2 separate regions of the Pan troglodytes genome follow, and region 1 is linked to region 2. Evidence: chromatin contacts called from public Hi-C data. All regions are on one chromosome and are shown on one strand. The core of a region is the stretch at or near the end of the contact, and the rest is flanking DNA. Distances in the headings are between cores, read along the strand shown. Region 1 holds the start of CDKAL1 (CDK5 regulatory subunit associated protein 1 like 1). Region 2 holds the start of MBOAT1 (membrane bound O-acyltransferase domain containing 1).

Region 1 (4,590 bases), core at 673-3,172, 320 kb after region 2:
AGTCTTGCTGCTGTTACCTCCTCAATTTGTTTAAATCTGTCCTTCCTTCCCATTCCTCCCAGCCAACAACTCAATTTAGGCTTTTACTATTTCTTCATGTCTGAAATATCGTCCTCAAACCCATTGTCCTGAGAGAATAATCTGCTCGAACACATTCATGTTGCCTACTACATACATCCAGGATTAAGTCTAATGCCTTTGAATACACAAGGTTCACCTTGATCTAGTCCCTGTGCCTCCCTTTCTCTGGCAGACTTCTCCCATCACCAGCTTCACTCTCTCTGCTTTTACACTGTGGAATAATTCATCATTTCAGGCCTCCTTGCTTTTGCTCTGGCTGACTCTTCAGCTTGGAATGCCTTCATCTATTTCCCTTACTTCACCTTTGTGTTCCTGTGCATTCATCTTTCATAGTGATTGCTATTCTCTACTGAAATGAATTTTCTCAAAAGAGCCTGCAATTGCAATAGGCAGTACTTTTTTTCTTTCTTTTTAGCTCTAGCATCTATCACAGTGCTTGTGGTCATGGGGTACATACTCAGTAAAATTTCCTTTACTGAACTCAACTAGATCTTGGGGGAAAAGGGGTGGAGTCATTCATTCATTCATTCATTCAACATATGTTTATTGAGAAGCTATAAACATAGGCACAAGGTTATGTGCTAGGTAGTGCGATTACAACCAAGAAGATAACCCAGGGCCTACTTTTGGTCTAGTGAAAGAAATGGAATTAGATGGGTATGGTGGTGTGCACCTGTAGTCCCAGCTACTTGGGAGGCTAAGGCATGAGAATCTCTTGAGGCTAGGAGGGAGAGGTTGCAGTGAGCTGTGATGGTAACACTGTAATCCAGCCTGGGTGACAGAAGAAGACCCTATCTAAAAAAAAAAAAAAAAAAAAAAAAGTAGGGCAACATAAATACACAATTTTAATTTAGGTGGGTAAAGACAACAGTGGACCCCAGGGCACAGTTTAGATTATTTTATGGATATGGATAAACAGAGAAAAGGGTGTTTTTTTTTTTTTTTTTAATCTATTTTAGAGACTGGGTCTCACTGTGTTGCCCAGGCTGTTTTCAAACTTCTGAGCTCAAGTGATCCTCCCACATCAGCCTCTTGAGTAGATGGATGGCATTTTAATTAGATGAAATTGTACTAGGAAAGGCATTTGCAAAACAAAGTAATTGCCCCAAATCACTATGAAACCCTAAGTCAGGCATAAAACTCACGATTTCTGACCCTTCTTCATGGCCTATTGCCTCCTATTACCTTTACTTTTTCAAGTAAAGATATTCTTCTGGTAAACACATGGTCAAATACAGTGTCTTGGGTAACGAATAGTAAAGTGAGATAACATATGTAGAGAAAGCGGGTGAGAATCCGTACTCCATAAAAGTATTTTCTTTCCATAGGTGTCTGCTAAACTGCCATCTAAGTTTTCCAAAACAAAAAACAAAAACACTTGTGTGGTGCTCAATGATGTATATTAAGTGAAACCTACCAACTGACCTTTATCCTTTCCTTCCTGTTTTTTAAATATTAAAGAAGAGACCTCTTTTCACAAATGATTGAGGAGGCTAGTAAAACAGTGAAAAGAGCAAGTTCTTTGGGAGTCAGACAGTATCGGATCCAGCCCAGAGCGCAGCACGACTAGTAGAGTAACTTAGATTAAGTCCTTAAACTTCCAGTGTCCTCTTTTGTAAACTAGGAATAATAATAATAATAAATAAATAGTGAAATAATATTTATGCAAAGTACTTAGCACAGTGTCTAACACATAAAAGCTTAGGAGAAGTTGGCTATTAAGCATTTCTAGGAACCCGAGGACTCAGGGTTGTTATTTTAGTTCTTGGAATCAAAGGAACTTGAAGCGTAGTCATTCCTAAACTAAGTTAAACCAGAACTAGCGCTTTCAGCAATGATGTAATTTGATCTCTTCGGGCCACCGTCGCTGAGCATGCGTAAATAAACGTGGCGGGACGTATGTGTCATGGCGCTCTCCATCTAAAGTCTGTGCAGCTTCCGGAGAGTGGCGGGTTGATTTTCTCACTTTGGACTGGTTTTTACTTCCAGACTTCTGGGTAAGGGTGGCCGATGGGTCCATGTGGGGCAGAGTGTGGCCACAGCTCCTTTTATGGCCAAGCCTTGTTTCTCCAGTTTCAGTTTTTCTTGGGCTGTTTGCAAATTTGTTTCGCAGTTAAAAGGGGATTTGCCAGCTGGGATGGGGGAATTGGGAGGCAGATGGGGCTTCCAGGAGCGAGGATAGGGTCGTTGGCCTCAGGTGCCGCTCTCCAGTTAGGAGTATTTTAGGCACCTCGTTCCTTATTGTCAGGTTTAACTTCATTTGTTCTCCCACTTTATACCTTAGTGAATTTGTAGATGTGACAAGGCTTTCGCAGTTACATAGCTTTCCCAGATCAGTATGTTAAGAATTTAAGCAGAAGTTATTGAGAAAAGCAGGTGTCTTGCTTTTTCACTTTTCGTTCTTATTTGCTCATAAAACCTTTTTCTGAATCTCGGGACGACAGTTATCTTTCGGATGGAACGTGATCTGGATGTCTACCTACCTTATTGACTTAATCCTGTTTTGTAGTGGTTGGTTACTCGCACTATGCAGACGTGTTGCGGTGCTGAATACAACATTTATTACTAAAGCCAGACACTGGATCACAGTCACGGCAGATGTCAGCAAACCTGTTGTAATCAGTAAGAAGTTACAAGTAGTATGGAGCATCATTAATCCTGCTGTATAAAGCAGTCTTTTATGGAGTCTGATTCCTTTTAAGTAAAGAATCCTTACAGTGGTTTTGTGAACTTTTTGGGTGCTTGCTTTTCCTAATCAATTTTTATTTTCCAGACTCATCTTTCAAGAGGACTTTAGACTAATTGCAGATAATTAAGGTACTGATTTATTTTAAACCTTTTATGTTTGAGTGCTGTGCGTATTTTTGCATGTTAGAAAATGCAGAGAGGTAGCCTAATGTTTTAGCTATTTGCCACTATCGTGTTATGGAAACATTGTGCTTTACATAGCATTAAATCGAAGAGATATTTTCATTTATTTTACTTAACCTTTCATTTTCATTCACCAGCATTGACCATGTCCACTTTTTTGAGATGCCCTTTTCATTTGCCTTCCATGGCCCATGGATTTTTTTCCTTGTCTGGTGGCTGCTTCTTGGAATCCATTATAAGCTGATTTTCCTTTATCTGGCAGTTAAATTTGGAGTCTCTCAAGTCGTGGTCTTGTACCTTCTCCTACCTCTGTTCTCTTTTTCTTCCCCTCTGGGTGATGTAATCCACATGCCTGTCAACAGTTATTTCTCTTTTTGATTCTACCCATCCTAATGGGTATGAAGTGGTGTATTATTGTGGTTTGGATTTCCGTTTCCCTGATGGCTCATGATGTTGACATCTTTTCATGTGCTTATCAGCCATTTGTATGTGTGTGTTTTTGAGACACGGCTTCCCTATGCCACCCAGGCCAGAGTGCAGTGGCTCGATTACGGCTCACTGCAGCCTTGACCACCTGGTCTCAAGTGATCCCACTTCAGCCTCCCAAGTAGCTGGGACTACAGGTGCATGCCACCATGCCCAGCTAAATTTTACTTTTTTTTTTTTTTTTTTTGTAGCGATAGGGTCCGTGTTGCCTAGGCTCTGGCCTTGTACTCTGGCCTGAAGTGATCCTGCCACCTTGGCTTCCCAGTGTTGGGATTATAGGCATGAGCCTCTGCACCTGGCCCATTTCTGTATCTTCTTCATCTAATCTGTTTTTCCTTTTGTTGCTTGTGCTTTTCGTTTCTTAGCTAAGAAAGAAGGGCCTACTCTAACATCATAAAGATTTGTGCTTATGTTTTTTTCTAAGAGTTTCATAATGTTAGCTCCTAAATTTAGGTCTATGATCCATTTTCGGTTAATTTTTGTATATGATGTGAAATAGGGCTCCAACTTTATTTTTTACATGTTGCTATCCAGTTATCCCAGCGTCATTTGTTGAAAAAAAAACTATGCTTTCCCCGTTGAATTGTCTAGGTTATGTATATTTGACATACATTCTAGGTGGTTTTTATGAAAGAATAATTCTGGGACCGTGATTATCAAACTTTAATTCAGATCAAAATCACCTAGAGGGCCTGTTAAATATTGCTAGGTTTTACTCAAAATATCTGATTTAGTATGTCTGGAGTGGAGTTCAAGAATTTTCATTTCTGGCTGGGCATGGTGGCTCATGCCTGTAATCCCATACTTTAGGGGCCAAGATGGGAGGAGTTTGAGACCAGCCTGGACAACAAAGCGAGACCTTGTTTTTACAAAAAAATTGAAAAAGAAAAAATGTTCATTTCTAACAAGTTCCCCATGGTGCTACTCCAGCTGATGTGGAAACTACACTTTGAAAACCACTGGACATTGCTTTGCAACTGTGGCTGTACACATAAGAATGACTGGAAAGTTTTTAAAAGATATTGATGCCCAGGCTCCATTCTCAGAGATTCATTCAGCTATCTTGGGGCTTAGTTGGGAATTTTCTTTTTTTTTCTTTTGTTTTTGTTTTTGTTTTGAGACAGAGTCTTGCTCTGTCGCCCAGGCTGGAGT
Region 2 (5,099 bases), core at 1,043-3,542:
GAAAGTAGGGGATGCAATTGAAAGACATTAAAAACATTATTCTAGCACCTCCCAGCCATAACTTGCCATGGTCCTTTAGCCATACAAAAAGCCTTCCTGGAGTCTTTCTAGCTGTGTAGAAGAGCTTAGAAGAGAAAATGCAATTAAAATACCTTCTGATAGGGAGTGGAGAGGTAAGTACAAAACAAACTCCCCTTAAGGAAATTCAGCTATGAGTTTAATTTCAGAACTAAAGAATTTGCTATTATGTCTGCCTCTGCCTGGGTCCCTGGGTCTATCTCATCCTCACCAGAAACTAAAGAGTAATTTACAAAAGCACAAATGCTTTGGCACCGAAACCCTTCCCAAGTTTCTGACTTTCTGTATTTTGCAACTGATGAGAACGCAATGGTCACATCAGGTGGAGTTCTCAGTCAGGTCCTCAGAGTGAGCCAGGTATGAGGGTGGCTCAGTAAACAGGACCCGAATAAGGCAAATGTCCAGGTCTCACTTTCTCATTGCTGAAGGGGTGTGCGCAAAGGGCAGCAGGTGTGCTCTTGTTAAAAGGAAAGGAAAAGGAGCACCGGTGAGAGGAAGGGGAAGAAAACCAGGCAAAAAAGCATGAAACAAAACAGGAGCGCAGTGGGTCCTCCCCCAGCATGCCCTGCCCAATTCTATTTAAATCAACATTTACTGATTGGGTCACTACTAAGTATCCCGCAGATCTAGCCTGCAGCACCTGAAGAGACAAGGAAATGAGTAAGACGGGCTTCATCTTCAGGAAGGTTTCTTGCCAGGAATCACTGTTGTTGCCATTTTTAATTTTAATGGTTGTAGATAATTCCTGGACAGTTCAAATAACTTCACTGGGGCCCCTCTCCTCCCCCTAACCTGTCCTACTCAGAAGCTCCAGCCCCAGGCATATGAGCCAACCGAACCCTGGGAAAACCAAAGTGTCCCTGTGTGTCCCGCATCACACACGGTACAAAATAACTGTCACCCCTGAACAAGCCTCGCCGCAGAAGTCTAAAACCCAGGTCTCGCATTCAAAATCTATAGACTACAGTCTACAGATTCATCGCGCTTATTTTTTAAGTAGGGTCATCTAAATTAAAAACAATAACGACTTGAGGACACTGATGAAAGAAACACTGGTTTCATGTATCAGACTACTTCAGAACTTGATTACAGGAAACGAGGCAATCCCAAACTTAAAGAAAAAAAAGTTCAGTAGAACTTGCCGCGCAGGCTGTACCAATATTTTTTCACACTCACAAGGAGAAAAACACTAACACCAACTCAAGAAGGGAAAACACACACACACACACACACAAAAAAAAACCAACTGTCTAGTGTGTGGCTGTAAAATACGCCATGGAGGCGGAGGGACGGTGGCTAACACTTTCGCCCGCCCCATGCAAGCGATCGCTGGGGAGCTGGGGTCGCTGCGCTCCCGACCCGCAGTTACCTGGTCCAGCGGGATGCCCAGGAGCTCGCTGAGCGGGTGCAGGCAGGTGGAGCCCGTGGTGCGGTAGGAAAGGCTGGACGGCTGCGGCTCTGCTGCCATCCTGCATCTTCGGGAGGTGGCTGCCCCGGTCCCAGCCCGCAACACCCCCCGCTCGGCGTCCTCCCGCCCGGGTGCTCTTGGGTGGTTGCCCCGAGAGGCGCACGGCCGCCTGGTTCGCGGGGGAGCGAACGGGAGGCCGGGGAATGCGAACCGGCGCAAACTCTCGAGGCGCAAACTTGGCGTTGGCGCTGGCGCTGCAGCCACGGGCGCCGTAGGAGGGCCGGGCCCAAGGCGCCCCGCTTCCCGCTCCCTTCCTCTCCGCGCCCATTGGCCCGGCCGCTCGGGACGGCCCCGAGAGGAGGGAAGGAGGGAGGAAAAGTGGGGACTCCGAGCCCGGCCCCCAAGCGCCGCCCGGCCCGCCCAGCCTGGCCTGCACCGAGGCCGACCGGGAGAGGGAAAGCGACGCCAGCGGGCGCCGCCGCCTGGCCCTGCAGCTGGAGGCGGGACGCGCCTTTCCTCCTCCCGGGCTGACCGTCCTAGCCCCCCGCCAGACAAAACGACCTCACCCAGCGGGCGCCTTCCACTAGAGAGCACCACCCACCCCGCCCCACCCTGTTTTGGTTTCGCCGCCGCAGTCGAAGTGGCTGAGTGGCTGCGTTTCCCTTTCAAGCCGTAGAGGGTTCCTCTGCCGGTGGCTGGAAGCTGGAGAGACCCTGCGCTGCTAGCGAGCGCCGCAGCCACCAGACTCCCTACTTCCTTTACCCTCCTCTGCGCTAGGCATAGTTTCCTACACCCTGATCTGACATGTTCTGTGTCACACAAGCAAATACAGGGGACTGCTAGCTTCGGGTCACTTCCGTCTCTGTGGAGTGAGAATTATTTCACCTCTGTAAGAAACGGTGTTTACTGTCATACTATGTGCATTCTGATAAGTCATTTGCATGCCACGGGTCCTCAAAAAGGGTGCCTTGCTCCTTAACTTGTCTGCCCCCAGACACCCACACATCAATGTTACTTGGAAAACTTTTCCAAGTTATTGCTAGGTTCTGAGAAACATAAAAATCTTGAAGATCCTTTTCAGGAATCGCTAGCTGATGAAAAAGGGTTTCTGGAAGGTAATATTCTGGGCTGCTGGGTAGAAAACCAAAGAAAGTGAGCTCACGTGGCCCCCAGCCTCCGCTGGGTAAACCGGCATTCGATCAGACGGGCAATGACTTTCGGGGCAGACTTTATCAATGTGGCCTCCAGCTTCAAATTAAACCGAAGGCCTGTCAGGCACTGGCAACACCTTACTCTCCAAGACTCAGGCCTCACTCTTGCCTTCTTCAGGAGTTTTATCACCATCAAACTGCACTGAGCATTAAATTGCCAGGCCAGAGTTTCTCAACCTATGTCCCCTGTGGAGGAGGAAAAAAAAAAGTCTGTACCACCACTCCCACAAGCTAACCGAATGGAGATGTCACCACCAGATGATAATCTCTACCACTCACAAGCAAACCCACACTACAGACAGACAGACAGACACATGCACACACGCACACAGGCGTATACTTGAGGATCACTAGGCTAGATAGGTTCGTTTAATATCATAGAGTCCTGGAAAATGACCAGCATTGGAGCAACATTCATCTTATCTGGAGCTAGATGACAGCTGAAGTGAGGTATATGAGAGCAGACGGAGCTTTGTTTAAAAGGAAAAAAAAATCAACACTCAGATTTGAGTTGCTGGAAAACAGAAGTAGGTCAGTTTGGGAAGTATTTCTGGAGCAAGTGCCTCAAACCCTTTATAATTTTCACAAAGCTATGCCTTTTAGACTTCAAAGAATAGTCCTCACATAGGCCATATATATATATGTGTGTGTGTGCGTGTGTATATATATTTATTATAAATATATTAATTTATATAATCATATATAAATATATTTATATATGTAAAGTTTTATATGTACATATATTAGCCTTACACAGGTTTATATATACATATATTACACAGTTTTTATATATATATTACACAGGTTTGATATATACATATGTATATATGTATATGTAAAATATATACATATATTAGCCTTACACAGGTTTTTTTCTTAACCCCAGGTTTCGAATCTATTAAGGGAGCTTAAGTGACTTGGTTGTATTTAGGGAGGTTAAGTAAAACGTGTCTGTCTGATTCCAGAGCCTGGGCTCTTTATTCATTATGCATTGCCTCCTCTAAAACATAGTATTTTTCTCTTTATCAAGAGGCCAGCCCACACACCTGATACAACCTTGTCATTTTTGTAGACGAGACATTACATTTACCATTGAAAATGAGGTGGTAGGGGTGATGCCACAGACACGCTGTCTCTCCTGTTTTCTATTTGCAGTAGAGTGAGGCTTGATATCAAGGTCAGTTTTATAAATCTTCCTTATGGAACCATGGTCAGAATGTGACATTATCCAGGAGATCCACTGCACATCCTGAAGACAGGTCAAAAAATTAAAGCCAGGCACAAAAAGACCTGAAAAAGATTCTAGCACATTGGGAAGGGCTGCATGTTACCATGGACTAATAAAAACTCTACAAACTGCTGTAGAGTCACTAGGCTTTGGCAGAGTGCCTAAGGAGTTCCTAAAGAAGTGAAGTATTTTGATTTTAAGTAAATAAACTCCATGCCATTGTATCATGGATATTCAGAGGCACTTTCCATACTTCCTACTTCACATACCAAATCAAATCAAACAACATAACTGATAATCAAAGAACAAAACTGAATTAAATACATCCTCAAGGTTTACAAAGGTATAATCCTTCAAGGAGATAAAACTCTAATGATACCTTCAGTCTATATTCAACCAAAAACAATCACCAATAAAACTAAATTTAAGCCATCTGAAATGATATAACCCATGTAAAAAAAGAATTACCATTTTAATAATACTACATATTAATGTAATGATACTATATATTCACAGAGCACACTCACTTATCCCCTTTGATCCTCCCAACAACTCTATGAAGTTGGAAGGGCAGGTGTTATTATCATTTGTATTATTATGTCATCTCAATTTTTATTCAAATGAATACTGTTTCTAATAAATTGCAGCTAGCTTATCCATTTAGTAAACAGCAAGTGTAGGGTTCAAACTTGGGTATTCTACTGTTCTTTTTAACTATACAGAAATCTTTTTATTATACTTTTTATTATACTAGGAGTATAATACTATTTTCCTTCAGGAAAATAGCAGAAATTGTTGCCTGCATAGGACATTAAATTCCAGGCTTAACATTTGAGAGCTGATCTGAAGAATGGTCAAAATTGACCCATGATAGGTATCACCACTGTTTTTTGAGCAGTTTCTTTAAGCATCATCCACAAAACTTCAGGTAATTTATGTTTTTCAATCAATGATCCATTCCTTCATGTTTTAGCTCAACTGATGTGTGTTTGCTTGGATCATATATTGCAACCTGCCTACCCGACGTATTTTCCAAGCTTGGGATCACAGTTAAACATTGTACATGTTCAGAAAATGAAGAAACTAATATAACTGAACATCTGCCAGATTTAGCTATGACTGCTATGTTATAGCATTTTTTTCTTAAGAATACTGTATTAGACCAGGAATTAAC

The links. Hi-C and Micro-C count contacts between places; a contact is called where the count stands out from the background.
Region 1: a contact with region 2 is called in a Hi-C map of stem cell-derived neural progenitor cells, with 2.5 times the contacts expected there. The contact joins the promoter of CDKAL1 here to the promoter of MBOAT1 in region 2. A contact is called at or near these places in 1 of 7 Hi-C or Micro-C datasets (stem cell-derived neural progenitor cells) and 1 of 1 datasets of contacts at active chromatin or transcription factors (stem cell-derived excitatory neurons).

Annotation. Positions count from the first base shown.
Region 1 is chr5:26,478,433-26,483,022 of NHGRI_mPanTro3-v2.0_pri, forward strand. CDKAL1 (CDK5 regulatory subunit associated protein 1 like 1) reads left to right here and starts at 1,923. Exons shown (of 16, transcript XM_016954980.3): 1 at 1,923-2,078; 2 at 2,855-2,898.
Region 2 is chr5:26,157,584-26,162,682 of NHGRI_mPanTro3-v2.0_pri, forward strand. It overlaps MBOAT1 (membrane bound O-acyltransferase domain containing 1), which reads right to left and starts at 2,293. Exons shown (of 13, transcript XM_009450581.4): 1 at 1,448-2,293. The coding sequence starts at 1,546.